Regions from separate parts of the Nomascus leucogenys genome. Here region 1 is linked to region 2. A link is a contact called in public Hi-C data. All regions are on one chromosome and are shown on one strand. Each heading gives the region's core, a stretch centred on a gene start, on an enhancer-like site or on the middle of the called end of the contact. The rest is flanking DNA. Distances are from core to core; before and after follow the strand shown. Region 1 overlaps PPARGC1B (peroxisome proliferator-activated receptor gamma coactivator 1-beta). Region 2 overlaps SLC26A2 (sulfate transporter).

The links. A called contact is a pair of places that touch in the nucleus more often than the background predicts.
Region 1: a Hi-C map of a lymphoblastoid cell line shows a contact between it and region 2, with 5 times the contacts expected there. The contact joins two enhancer-like sites. A contact is called at or near these places in 3 of 4 Hi-C or Micro-C datasets (a lymphoblastoid cell line and an unstated tissue).

The regions. Positions count from the first base shown.
Region 1 is chr2:28,855,104-28,861,936 of Asia_NLE_v1, reverse strand. It overlaps PPARGC1B (peroxisome proliferator-activated receptor gamma coactivator 1-beta), which reads left to right. Exons shown (of 12, transcript XM_030826725.1): 4 at 2,595-2,711; 5 at 4,487-5,609; 6 at 6,503-6,539. Among named protein-coding and RNA genes, the nearest start is that of PPARGC1B, 100 kb to the left of the region's middle. Within about 2 kb of position 3,251, the one cell type or tissue checked has an H3K27ac peak away from gene starts, as active enhancers do. A contact at or near this core is called in a lymphoblastoid cell line, where this site is marked.
Region 2 is chr2:28,703,924-28,710,749 of Asia_NLE_v1, reverse strand. SLC26A2 (sulfate transporter) reads left to right here. Exons shown (of 3, transcript XM_003266632.3): 2 at 5,103-5,826. The coding sequence starts at 5,128. Among named protein-coding and RNA genes, the nearest start is that of SLC26A2, 16 kb to the left of the region's middle. Within about 2 kb of position 3,094, the one cell type or tissue checked has an H3K27ac peak away from gene starts, as active enhancers do. A contact at or near this core is called in a lymphoblastoid cell line, where this site is marked.

The DNA of each region.
Region 1 (6,833 bases), core at 2,002-4,501, 150 kb before region 2:
TTACGTTCCTTCCCACTGCCTTCAAGTTCCCCAAAGCAGCGTGAAGCACCCACCATGCCAGGCACAGAGTATGTTCAGTCCCACATTATGGCTCCTGCTGAGAGGGGGTCCTGCTTCCTTTCAGACTGGAATCGAAGCACCTAGGTTTGAATCCCAGACCTGCCATTTAGTACTTGTATATCCCTTAGGCATACATCCTGAACCTCTCTAAGCCTCGGCTTCCTGATCTATCAAGTGGGGTTAATAATAGTGCCTATGTCAAAGGCTATTAGGAGGATTACAGCAGATAATACACATAAAGCACTTAGAACAGTGCCTGGCACACAGAGTTGCTCAGTAAATGTGAACTAATACTTCTGGTACAACCATTAGTGGTAACAAGCATTCTAGTGCCATTTCTGCACGGGGCGTTTGGAGAGGAACCAAACCTTAAAGAGGCAAAGCGCGACCCCTGCTGGTCAAAGGTTGTTTCCCTCCCATGCCTTAGATTACCTTCATTCCCTACATGCTTATTGAGTGCCTCTGTTTCAGCCATTGTGCAAGGCACACAGGAAACAGACTTGCTGTCTAGACTCCCTGCATACCGATAGAGACCTGGAAGGGCCCTGAGGGGCCGGGCACAGTGGCTCATACCTGTAATCTCAACACTTTGGGAGGCTGAGTGGGAGGATCCCTTAAAGCCAGGAGTTTGAGACCAGCCTGGGCAACATAGGAAGATCCATCTCTATGATTTTTTTTTTTTAATTAGCCCGATATGGTGGCACATGCCTGTAGTCCCAGCTACTCTGGAGGCTGCGGTAGGAGGATTGCCTAAACCCAGGAGTGTGAGGCCTCAGTGAGCTAGGATCATGATACCGCATTCAAGCCTGGGTGACAGAGCAAGACCTCATCTCTTTAAAAGACAAAAAGCAAACAAACAAAAAGGCCCTGAGAAGTCATCTGGACCTCAGGTTGGGCCATGGATCCCAGAGAGTCCAGCGATGGACTTGTAAGGACCTGTGGACCTCTGTGTGTCTGTGTGATTTTCTGAGGTTAGCAACTTCTGTCATATTCTTAGAATCAAAAAAAGAGGTTTTAATCCAGCCATGTAGTCTCCCTGCCCCTGCTCATATTACCAATGGAGGAATCAAGGCTCTCACAGTGCACCGGGCCCGAGCCAGGCTAGAATGAGGTCTCTTTCCCCCAGTCCTAGGATCCTTTCCCATTGAAAAAGTCACAAATATGTGGGTGCTGGTTTGGGGTGTAGGTGGGGTAGCCAGGATCCTGTGGCTCCTCAAGAGTGTGGAGCCTTTTCTCTGGCTCGTGGGCCTTTGGCATTCCTTGTTGGAGTGACTTGGGGTGGCACGTTTCCCAGGGAAACTCTCCTTGCTGTACTAAAATCTCATGATCGTTCTCAGTTTGTTCTCAAGCTTGGCTAGGATCTCCGGCGGAAAATCCAGATGTATTCAACTGCCTGTTCTCTCAGCTCAGGTACACTCTGTACCTGCCCTCAGGGTGCAGAAGCAGAAGAGCTTTTACAATTTTTATAGAAAAGAAAAAAAAGCCAAACAAGCTTAAGTGTAGTCTTCCACTTGTGTAAAAACAACAGGGTAGGGCCAGGCACAGTGGCTCACGCCTGTAATCTAAGCACTTTGGGAGGCCGAGGCGGGCACATCGCTTAAGGTCAGGAGTTTGAGACCAGCCTGGCCAACGTGGTAAAACCCCATCTCTATGAAAATACAAAAATTAGCTGGGTATGGTGGCAGATGCCTGTAATCCCAGCTACTTGGGAGGCTGAGGCAGGAGAATCACTTGAACCCGGGGGGTGGAGGTTGCAGTGAGCCGAGATCCTGCCACTGCACTCCAGCCTGGGTGACAGAGACTGCGTCTCAAAAAAAACAAAACAAAACAACAGGGTGGGTTGGAGGTAATGACTACATACATATTGTTGTATAATGAAAGCCCGCCTCATGATAGGTTCACCGGAAAGTAGTTAGTGGAGTTGCCTGTAGGAGGGAGAAAGGAACTTTGGGCAAGAGAGAGACTTGCTTTTAATTGTCTGCCCTTTAGTATTTGTGATGTGTCTTTTTTTTTTTTTTTAACCATTTACAAGTATTACCTTGCTTAATTTAAGAAATTAATTTTTAGAGGTAATATGAATAAACAAGAAGAACAAAAGGGAAATCAGCTAGAATCCCACACCAGAGAATCATTTTGGTACCTAACCTTCCAGATTGTGTGTGTGTATGTGTGTGTGTGTGTGTGCACTCAGAATGTCCCAATAAAACTGTATCATAATATTTTAACAGTAGAATAGACAGACATTACCCAAGACTTGCTTGAGTTTTTTCAAAGTCATAGCTATTCCCTGGGGTTATTAACTCTGAAAAGGATTTGTATGTTATTAGGATACTTATGTGTGTTCAGGATTGTTAGACAATCTGCCATCTGCACCTAGTATCTTGGCATCATCATCCCAGGTCATGGAATGCCCACCCTGTGTTCTCCCTGTGGTCCTGTGATGCCCAAGGTCAGTCCTGAGGGGCTGGCCATGCAGTCCATGTCCTCTGGCTGTGGCTGAGCCCCGGCTCCTGTCCTCTCTGCTTTTCCCTCAGCTGCAGAAGCTCCTCTTGGCCACATCCTACCCAACATCAAGCTCTGACACCCAGAAGGAAGGGACCGCCTGGCGCCAGGCAGGCCTCAGATCTAAAAGTCAACGGCCTTGTGTCAAGGTATTTCTTCACATGCCCCCAAATCTGCCACAGGTGTCTGTTGGGGCTGCAGCCTTCAGCTCTGGTGGAGGATAGCGAGTTCAGTCAACTTCCAATATCTCTTCCCGCTCCTCCCACAGCCTTTGTAGCTGGTGTCCTGGGCACTGCTTCTGGAGATCCAGCCTAGTTTAGGGTTTTCTAGAAGGAGCCCTGGACTTTCTCACACTTCAGTGTTCCAGACACTGGTAGATGTTAATGCAGGTTAGAGCAAGGATGAGGAAAGTGTGGCCAGGCTTCAGAGGACTGTATTCCAACAGTGTGACAGACCAAAACGCAAGATTGCGCTGGTTGTGGAGGCCACAGTAAATAGTTTGGATTTTTTTTCCCCCTCAGGGAGCCCACTGGAGAGTTTAAAGTTCTGTCATAGACATCCAGGGTCAAAGAACATCCCTTTTCCTCCTTGAGCCCCATCTTTCAAGCCTAACAAGGAGAGGTGTAACAAGTGTTTTTCAAGGGGTTCTGTCTTCAAAGGCTACACACAACCCCTCCTCTTCCTGGTCCTGGACCCTCCTTCTGGGAGCTGTTGCGTACAATCCTACATCCTCAGAGGCAGAATCGAGTCCTCTCAGACAGCAGCTCAGTGTAGGAGCCTCTCCCTTGCTGGGGCTTCTCTGGGGAATGAGTCCCTATGCTCCCTCCCTATTTGTCCTGGCTGACCCTCCTGAAACAAAGGTCCACCCTCTCGTGCCTCATTCTGTTGAAGGGGCAGCAGCCACGCCCCATTGTGAGCCAGCTGTTTGCCCTCTGGGAGCCTAGGAAGCTCCCCAGAGAGGTGAGATGCATCTGACAGCCATTGCTAGAAAGTCCCAGCACAACGATGAGTCACACTTTGGGGGAAAGCCCCAGTGTGGACAAGTGGGGCAAATAAGACTGGAGAGGTTGGCTGGTGCGAGTGCAGAGGACCTCAGACACCCAGCCATGGAGCCTCCCCTTTATCCTGTGGGCACTAGGAGCTACTGAATTTTTTGTTTTTTTAAACTTTATTGAAGTGCAATTTATATACATAAAAGCCACCTATTGTAAAAGTACAATTCTATGACTTTTAGTAAACTTATAGCCATGCAATTGTGACCATTATCCAGTTTTAGAACATATCCATCATTCAGGCCGGTCGCGGTGGCTCACGCCTGTAATCCCAGCACTTTGGGAGGCTGAGGCGGGAGGATCACTTGAGCTCAGGAGTTCAAGACCAGCCTGGCCAACATGGTGAAACCTTGTCTCTACTAAAAAATACAAAAAATTAGCCGGGTGTGGTGATGCATGCCTGTAATCCCAACTACTCGGGAGGCTGAGGCAGGAGAATCACTTGAACCTGGGAAGCAGAGGTTGCAGTGGGCCGAGATCGATGAATCCCCCAGTGCTCATTTGTAGCAAGTCCTTCCTACACCCAGCCCCAGGCTACCATGAACCTACTGCCCGGCTCTTGGCTGAACGGTATGGAGCAGGGGGATGGAATGGTCAGAGTGGGGCTTTGTCAGTGAATCTGGAAGGGTCTGCAGGGGCGAAATTCCATGGCTGGGAGAGCTGTTAGGAGGCTGGTCATTCCTTCATTCCTCATGCACTGAGCACAGCCAGGTGCTCGGCTCTGCGTGGGAAGCTGGGGATGGAATGAAGGAAACCTGGCTGTTCCTATGATCCAGGTGAGACACAATGGGCCAGCGAGTGGCCATGTGGATGAGACACATGGGAGGAGTGTTTGGGCCTCCTTCCTCACTCTGGCCTCTCTCCCTCTCTAGGTGGACAGCACCCAAGACAAGAAGGCTCCCATGACGCAGTCTCAGAGCCGAAGTTGTACAGAACTGCATAAGCACCTCACCTCAGCACAGTGCTGCCTGCAGGATAGGGGTCTGCAGCCACCATGCCTCCAGAGTCCCCGGCTCCCTGCCAAGGAGGACAAGGAGCCGGGTGAGGACTGCCCGAGCCCCCAGCCAGCTCCAGCCTCTCCCCGGGACTCCCTAGCTCTGGGCAGGGCAGACCTCGGTGCCCCAGTTTCCCAGGAAGACATGCAGGCGATGGTGCAACTCATTCGCTACATGCACACCTACTGCCTCCCCCAGAGGAAGCTGCCCCCACAGGCCCCTGAGCCACTCCCCAAGGCCTGCAGCAACCCCTCCCAGCAGGTCAGATCCCGGCCCTGGTCCCGGCACCCCTCCAAAGCCTCCTGGGCTGAGTTCTCCATTCTGAGGGAACTTCTGGCTCAAGACGTGCTCTGTGACGTCAGCAAACCCTACCGTCTGGCCACTCCTGTCTATGCCTCCCTCACACCTCGGTCAAGGCCCAGGCCCCCCAAAGACAGTCAGGCCTCCCCTGGTCGCCCATCCTCGGTGGAGGAGGTGAGGATCGCAGCTTCACCCAAGAGCACCGGGCCCAGACCAAGCCTGCGCCCACTGCGGCTGGAGGTGAAAGGGGAGGTCCGCCGGCCTGCCAGACTGCAGCAGCAGGAGGAGGAAGACGAGGAAGAAGAGGAGGAGGAAGAGGAAGAAGAAAAAGAGGAGGAGGAGGAGTGGGGCAGGAAAAGGCCAGGCCGAGGCCTGCCATGGACGAAGCTGGGGAGGAAGCTGGAGAGCTCTGTGTGCCCCGTGCGGCGTTCTCGGAGACTGAACCCTGAGCTGGGCCCCTGGCTGACATTTGCAGATGAGCCGCTGGTCCCCTCGGAGCCCCAAGGTGCTCTGCCCTCACTGTGCCTGGCTCCCAAGGCCTACGACATAGAGCGGGAGCTGGGCAGCCCCACGGACGAGGACAGTGGCCAAGAACAGCAGCTCCTACGGGGACCCCAGATCCCTGCCTTGGAGAGCCCCTGTGAGAGTGGGTGTGGGGACATGGATGAGGACCCCAGCTGCCCGCAGCTCCCTCCCAGAGGTAGTCAGAGTTGGTGGTCTGCGAAGAGGGGGCAGGGATGGGGTGCAGCATGCCCCACTGCTCTGGGAGCCAGGAGCCCTGTGTTCAAGTCCCCATCCCCAACAAAGTGTTATGTGGGTTTGGACAAGTCCCTTCCCCTCCCTGGCTTTCAGCTTTTCTTTGGGCTAGTTGGAGCAGATCTTCAGAAGAACACCCATGCATCTCTGAGTTTTTCATCTTGCACGGGCAAGGTGCCACTTAATGAATTAAGCAGGCAGTCAAAAAGTAAACAGAAAAGGAGGATAATTACAAATTGCAATAGGTACTGTAAAGAAGACTCACTGGGGATGATGTGACAGAAGCATAAGGCTATTAAATTCAGCTCCACAATGCAGCTAGAGTTTTAAATGCTGCTAATGGCAGTAATGATAACAACAGTTAGCCACTGTGTACTTACCGTGCTGGCACTGGTCTTAGATAACAGATTGTCCCTATTGAGTCCTCACAAGAAGCCTCTCTGGTAGGGACTGTCATTGTCTCTATTTTATGATACAGAAACTCAGGCACGGAGCTACTTAATGATGGGCCCTATGCAGGGCTGTCTGTCCAGAGCTCACAGCAGTGGGACTTGGAGTCAAGGTCTTCCTCACTGTGCTACACGTTTAGCCAGAAGGGGTCACCCTTGCACCTGTTTGTACTTTCTGCAAAATCAAGTAGCTCTCCCAGCTGAGACTGGGATGGAAGGTGGATTTGAGTTGTTGTGCCCTTCTCTAAAAGTGGCAGAGGTGTTTGGTCACCTGCCCAAAGGGCAGCTGTGCTTGGCACCAGTGGAGGCCTGGGGTCTCCTTCAGAGGGGAAACATCTGCTAGTGATACCATGTTGGGGAATCTTATTTTTCTTTGTCTTCTTTTCAGACTCTCCCAGGTGCCTCATGCTGGCCTTGTCACAAAGGTAGATTTTTAGAAATTATTGGTGTATTATTCCATGAGATTTTGTCTTGTTGGATGTGTGTGTTGGTGGTGATGGGGGGTTCATCAGCCCCCATGCCTGGCCCTGGTCCCACACCCTGTGCCCTGATTGTCATCTGGGACCCTCAGGAGCTGGGCTCCTTTAGAAGGGAGTTGGTTTTTAGAAACTAACTTTTGCAGGCCAGAGGAAAGGCCTCAGGCCATTTCATAACCTGTCCTCTTGGGGGCCCTGAAAAGAGTTCGTTTCTGACAGTGCCCTGTGGCTTTCAGCAAGTCC
Region 2 (6,826 bases), core at 1,845-4,344:
GTTTGTTCCATCTGTTTTTTATGTTTTATCTTCCTTTTCTACTTTCTCTTGAGTTGAGAGTTTTTTATGATTCTATTTTATCTCTACTATTATTTTTTATACCTTTTTAAAAATGTAGTGGTTACTGTTAGGTTTAAATGTACATGTTTAATCAGAGCCTATGTGCAAATAAGATACCATTCCACATTAGTGTAAGACCTTACAGTTTGCTGGGCATGGTGGCTCATGCCTGTAGTCCCAGCATTTTGGGACACCAAAGTAGGAGGATCACTTGAGCCCAGGAGTTTGAGACCAGCCTGGGCAATATAGTGAGACCTGATCTCTATTTAAAAAAATAATAATAATCAGAAAATTTTAAAAAGACTTTAAAATTCCCAATTCCCCCTCCCATTCTGTGTGGTTGTTGTCACACATTTATTTTGCATATGCTATAAAGTAAATTCCCATTTTTGATTTAAACAGTTATCTTTTAGAGCAATTAAAGATTTTTTAATTGAAAAAATGAATTTTACTTTATCTTCATTTGTTCCATTTCCTGGACTTTCTTTGTTATGTAGAACTGAATTTCTGATTGGTGTATTCTTTTTGGCTAAAGAACCTTCCTGAAACTGTCTCTCTCTCTGTGTGTATGTCTCTCTCTGTTTCTCTCTCTTTCCCCCACTCTTCTTCTCCTTCCCACTCCCTGTCTCCCCTCCTCTCTCTCTCTCCCCTTCCCCCACATATATATGGTGCTGGTCTGCTGGCCTTAAATCCTCTCAGTGTTAATCTGAGAAAGTTTTTATTTCTTTTTCATATTTTATTTTATTTTATTTAAGACAGAGTCTCTCTCTGTCACCCAGGCTAAAGTGCAGTGGTGTGATCACAGCTCATTGCAGCCTTAACCTCTTAGGCTCAAGCAGTCTTCCTACCTCAGCCTCCGAAGTAGCTGGGACCACAGGCACTCACCACCATGCCTGGCCTCTTATCTTTTAAGATATTTTTTCTAGGTAGAGAATTCTATGTTAAAATTTATATTTCTGGGGTCAGATATGGTGGCTCACACCTGTAATCCTAGCACTTTGGGAGGCCAGGGTGGGAGGATCACTTGAGGCCAAGAGTTTAGGGACCAGCCCGGGGAGCTTAGTAGCAAGACTTTGTCTCTACAAAAAAATTAAAAAATTAGCCAGGCGTGGTGTTGCACACCTGTAATCCTTGCTACTCAGGAGGCTGAGGTGGGAGAATCACTTGAGCCTGGGAGTTCAAGGTCATGGTCAGCCATAATTGCATGTCACTGCACTTCAGCCTGGGCAACAGGGCAAGACCCTATTTCTATAAAAGATATATATTTCTTCGATATAAAGATACCACTCCATCATGTTCTGGCCTCCATGATTTCCAATAAGAAGTCTGCTATAATTCTTTTTTTTTTTTTGGAGACGGAGTCTCGCTCTTGTCGCCCAGGCTGGAGTGCAGTGGCGCAATCTCGGCTCACTGCAAGCTCCGCCTCCCAGGTTCATGCCATTCTCCTGCCTCAGCCTCTCCGAGTAGCTGGGACTACAGGCGCCCGCCACCACACCCAGCTAATTTTTTTGTATTTTTAGTAGAGACGGGGTTTCACCGTGGTCTCAATCTCCTGACCTCATGATCCGCCCGCCTCGGCCTCCCAAAGTGCTGGGATTACAAGTGTGAGCCACCACGCCCGGCCGAAGTCTGCTATAATTCTTATTTTTGTTTCTGTATAAGTAATACGTGTTTTTTCTTTGTCTTCAGGATTTTATCTTTTGTTTTCAGCAGCTTGAATGTCATATGTGTAGGTGAGGGTTTTTGTTTTCTTTTTGTTTTTATATTTACTCTTGGAATACTCTGAGATTCTTGGAGATAGATTATATATTATATATATGTATTTTTTTTTTTGAGACAGAGTTTTGCTTTGTCACCATGCTGGAGTGCAGTGGCATGATCTTGGCTCACTGCAACCTCCGCCTCCCGGGTTCAAGCAATTCTCCTGCCTCAGCCTCCCGAGTAGCTGGGACTACAGGTGCGCACCACCATGCCCAGCTAATTTTTGTATTTTTTTAGAAGAGACAGGGTTTCACCATGTTGGCCAGGATGGTCTTGATCTCTTGACCTTGTGATCTGCCTGCCTTGGCCTCCAGAAGTGTTGGGATTAGAGGTGTGAGCCACTGTGCCAGGCCTTTTTTTTTTTTTTTTTTTTTTTTTGCGGAGTTTTCATCTTGCTGTCCAGACAGGAGTGCAGTGGCGTGATCTCGGCTCACTACAGCCTCCAGTTCCTGGGTTCCAGCTATTCTCCTGCCTCGGCCTCCCAAGTAGCTGGGATTACAGGCGTGTGCCACCATGCCCGACTAATTTTGTATTTTTAGTAGAGACCGAGTCTCACCATGTTGGTCATGCTGGTCTCGAACTCCTGGCCTTAGGTTACTTGGATCTATATTTTGATGTCTCTTATTAATTTTGGAAATTTCTTGGCCATTATATCTTGAAATATTTCTTCTGCCCATTCTCTCTCTTCTTTTGGTATTCTAATTATGCATATGTTTGATACTTTGATGTGTCCCACAGCTCTTGGATGTTATGTTACATTGTTGATATTGGGGGTTTTTTGTTTTGTTTTGTTATTTAAACTGTTTCTGTGTTTTAGTTTAGGTAATTTCTGTTTACCTGTCTTTGAGTTCATTGATTCTTTCTTTGGCTTTCAGGTCTACTAATGATCCTATCGAAGGCATTCATCATCTCTGTTACTGTGTTTTTCACTTTTAGCATTCCTTATTTGATTTTTTCTTACAGTTTCCATTTCTTTGTTTTACTTTCTAGTATTAATTTTTATCTATATTCTTCCCAGATAGCAGCCATACAGGGCAAGATTTGGATTCCATTAGTTTTTTCTTATGTCTCTTTTGCATATCTTAGGTTTGGAAAAACCCTTTGACCCAGAAATCACCAAGAGCTCTCCAAAATAGGATGTTGGTGCAATCAAGCTAGCTCTAGAAAGCAGGAAATGACAGGAGAGTCACAGACTGTTTGCATTGTAGAGCAAATTGCTGCTGGGTGTATCCATCAACCTGATTGATTTTCTCAGGGTCAGTGGTCATCTAAGTCTATTCTTTATTTGCTTATCTACTTCAGAAGCCCATTAAAATATTTTCTCTTGTTAAACCTAAACAAAATGAATATGGGTTACTTTTATATATCTTGTGTTCTTGAATAAGTCATAGGTCCTGGATTTTGGCAGTTTGGTAACATTAGGTTTATAGAACCTCACAAGGGCTCATTTTTCTGTCAGTTCCAAAACAAGAAACTTCCTGAGTCCTTCATCTAAAATATATTGTCTTGGCTGGGTACGGTGGCTCATGCCTGTAATCCCAGCACTTTGGGAGGCTGAGGCGGGTGGATCACCTGAGGTTAGGAGTTCGAGACCAGCCTGACCAATATGGTGAAATCCTGTCTCTACTAAAAATGTGAAAATTAGCCGGGTATGGTGGCATGCACTTGTAATCCCACCTGCTCAGGAGGCTGAGATAAGAGAATTGCTTGAACCCAGGAGGCGGAGGTTGCAGTGAGCTGAGATCGCACCACTGCACTCCAGCCTGGGCAACAGAGTGAAACTCTGTCTCAAAAAAAAAAAAAAAAAAAATTGTCTCCATCTGGCCACAGTCACAAATGTTTGTTCATTTGTTCATTCATTCATTCAAATGTTTTGTAAGCCTGCTATCTCAGCGTTACTACATTACATTCAGATTACACTGATGAACAAGATATCTTTCCTCCAGGAGCTAGAGAGATTCCTACTTCACTAATACAAGAGTATGGTTAGTACTATAATGGAGGTGCAACATGCTATGGGACACAGAGGATGTAGTATTTCATTTGGGCTAGGGGAGATTGGTTAGTGCTTTCGGGAAAAGGTAGCATTGTAACTGGGTTTTAAAAAATTATTAGGATCTTGACAGGCAAAAAGGTGGATGGCCATTCTAAGCTAAGTAAACAGCTTATGTAAAGGCACTAATTCATGAAGTATTTGGTAAACAATTTATGCTCTATTCCTTTGAGAGCCTTTTGAGAACCTTTGAGGTTCATTTTCTTCTCTTACTCCGGTTATTAGACTTATTATTTTTTGTTGTCCTTTCTCTTTTTCTGGCTATTTTTACTTTCTTTGTTTTCCTATAGTTCCTAGTGGTAGATCTTATGGCATTAGTTTTATAGTCCAGGACACAGAGATGGAGGATCACCTGTATTGCCTCCAAGTGGAAGTGCAGGGCAACATTATTTCTCTATTCAACCTGTGTTTCAGAGTGTGTACTTAGAATAGTAAAGTGAATCTTGCGTGAATGTGGGCCCTGCCCACAGGGCAGATGACTCCATACTAGAACATAGTGCAATAGACCAAAACCTTCTACAGCATGTATGAGACACTTGGCCCATCGACCCTCTTCATGCCCTTTACATTCAGCACCCTCATATCGACTTCTCTCTCCTCTTTCCTACCAAGCAAGGGAGTACTGTTCAAAGACGCAAATGCATTCTGCCCTAGCTTCCTTTTATTGCCAAAAACATTTATCTTTACCCTGCAACCTACTTCTTCTTCTATTTATTTTCAACATTTAGCAGGTTGTTTAAAAAGGGACCAAAAAATAAAAAAGGATCATCTTCCTTGTTTCAGGACTGGTAGGTAGGAGTTAAGGTTAAGGTAGGGGTTAAGACCAGATCCTATTTTGCAGTCTGCCTGGGAGGTGAAAAACCTGGGAAGAAGACCACTGGTAGCATATGTATGGAAAGGAGACAGGCTGCCCTTACATTTTTTCTGGAGGAAAAACTGCCAGGGGGAGCCAGGCATATATGGAGAAGAATCCTTAATGGTTTATACTCTTGGGAAGTCCTGTACCCAGCCAGTTATTTGCTTTGACTTGGCTGTTTAAGGTCTGGTTCTGGTCTTTTTTTTCCCCCTAACCAAGACAAATGAGGCTCAATTAAGGAAAAGGGACATAAGATACCTATTCTAAAACTGAATTCCTCTTAATTCTCATGAAATGACAAGTAGAATTGTTAGTATATGTGAGCACTGAGAATTACTTTATTGATGAACACTGGTATTTTCTCTGGTGTAGGAAGCTGAACCATCTATCTCCAGAAATGTCTTCGGAAAGTAAAGAGCAACATGACCGTTCACCCAGAGACTCAGCTGAAGGAAATGACAGTTATCCATCTGGGATCCATCTGGAACTTCAAAGGGAATCAAGTACTGACTTCAAGCAATTTGAGACCAATGACCAATGCAGACCTTATCATAGGGTCCTTATTGAGCGTCAAGAGAAATCAGATACAAACTTCAAGGAGTTTGTTATTAAAAAGCTGCAGAAGAATTGCCAGTGCAGTCCAGCCAAAGCCAAAAATATGATTTTAGGTTTCCTTCCTGTTTTGCAGTGGCTCCCAAAATACAACCTAAAAAAAAACATTTTAGGGGATGTGATGTCGGGCTTGATCGTGGGCATATTATTGGTGCCCCAGTCCATTGCTTATTCCCTGCTGGCTGGCCAAGAACCTGTCTATGGTCTGTACACATCTTTTTTTGCCAGCATCATTTATTTTCTCTTGGGTACTTCCCGTCACATCTCTGTGGGCATTTTTGGAGTACTGTGCCTTATGATTGGTGAGACAGTTGACCGAGAACTACAGAAAGCTGGCTATGACAATGCCCATCGTGCTTCTTCCTTAGGAATGGTTTCAAATGGGAGCACATTATTAAATCACACATCAGACAGGATATGTGACAAAAGTTGCTATGCAATTATGGTTGGCAGCAGTGTAACCTTTATAGCTGGAGTTTATCAGGTAAGGAGCAATGAAACAATTGGTTATTTCTAGAAAAGTTATCTAGTACGTGAAATCTCATATCTGTAAGGGATCTGAGGAATCACAATAATTAAAGGTATCGTTTATTGAGAGTTCAGGATATATGAAGGGTAGAGGCAAAATTCAAACCCTAACCTGACTCCACAGGTAATATAAGGCTGGTTCACTGGACCTCCACCACCCAGTACAACTCTTTAATTTTACATGTCAGAAAATCTTGGCTTTGCTTGAGATTATTTGTGGCTGGTTATTGGCAGAGTCAGCATTAGCAGTTAGGCAAGTGGGTAACAGAATGGGGATTGGGAGTGCAGGAGTTTCTCACTTTTTTTTTTTTTTTTTTTCTGGAGACAGGGTCTCACTCTGTCACGCTGGAGTGCAGTGGCACTATCTTAGTTCACTGCAACATCTGCCTCCCTGGCTCAAGCAGTCCTCCTACCTCAACCTCCTGAGTAGCTAGGACCACAGGCACATGCTACCACGCCTGGCTGATTTTTATTTATTTTATTTTTTTTTATTTTTATTTTTTGTAGAGACAGGGTTTTGCCACATTGCCCAGGCTGGTTTCAAACTCCTGAGCTCAAGCAATCCTTCCGTCTTGGCCTCCCAAAGTGCTGGGATTATAGGCATGAGCCACCACACCCAGCCTCAAATTCTAAATGTCTCTTACCTTCCATTAAAATTGCTGATCTATTGAGCGACTCTTACTAAAGGTAGTGGTTGTCTTGGATTGTTGAGGATGGAGGGAAAAAGTTGGGGACCACAGTTTCATATTATCAGCCAGGAGAAAGGATAAGAAATCAAATTCTTGAGTCTCCCATAGAATCCACTAATCTGTCATTATCATCATGCCCCTGGCTTTTGGCATCCAGGAGTCAGTGCCAGGATTAAACCTTCTCTAATAGAGGCATTTCAAACCAACAAGGGAAGGGGAAGAGTAGCTCACTTTAGTTGGTGTTCAGATGAGTGGGGAGGGAGAGTG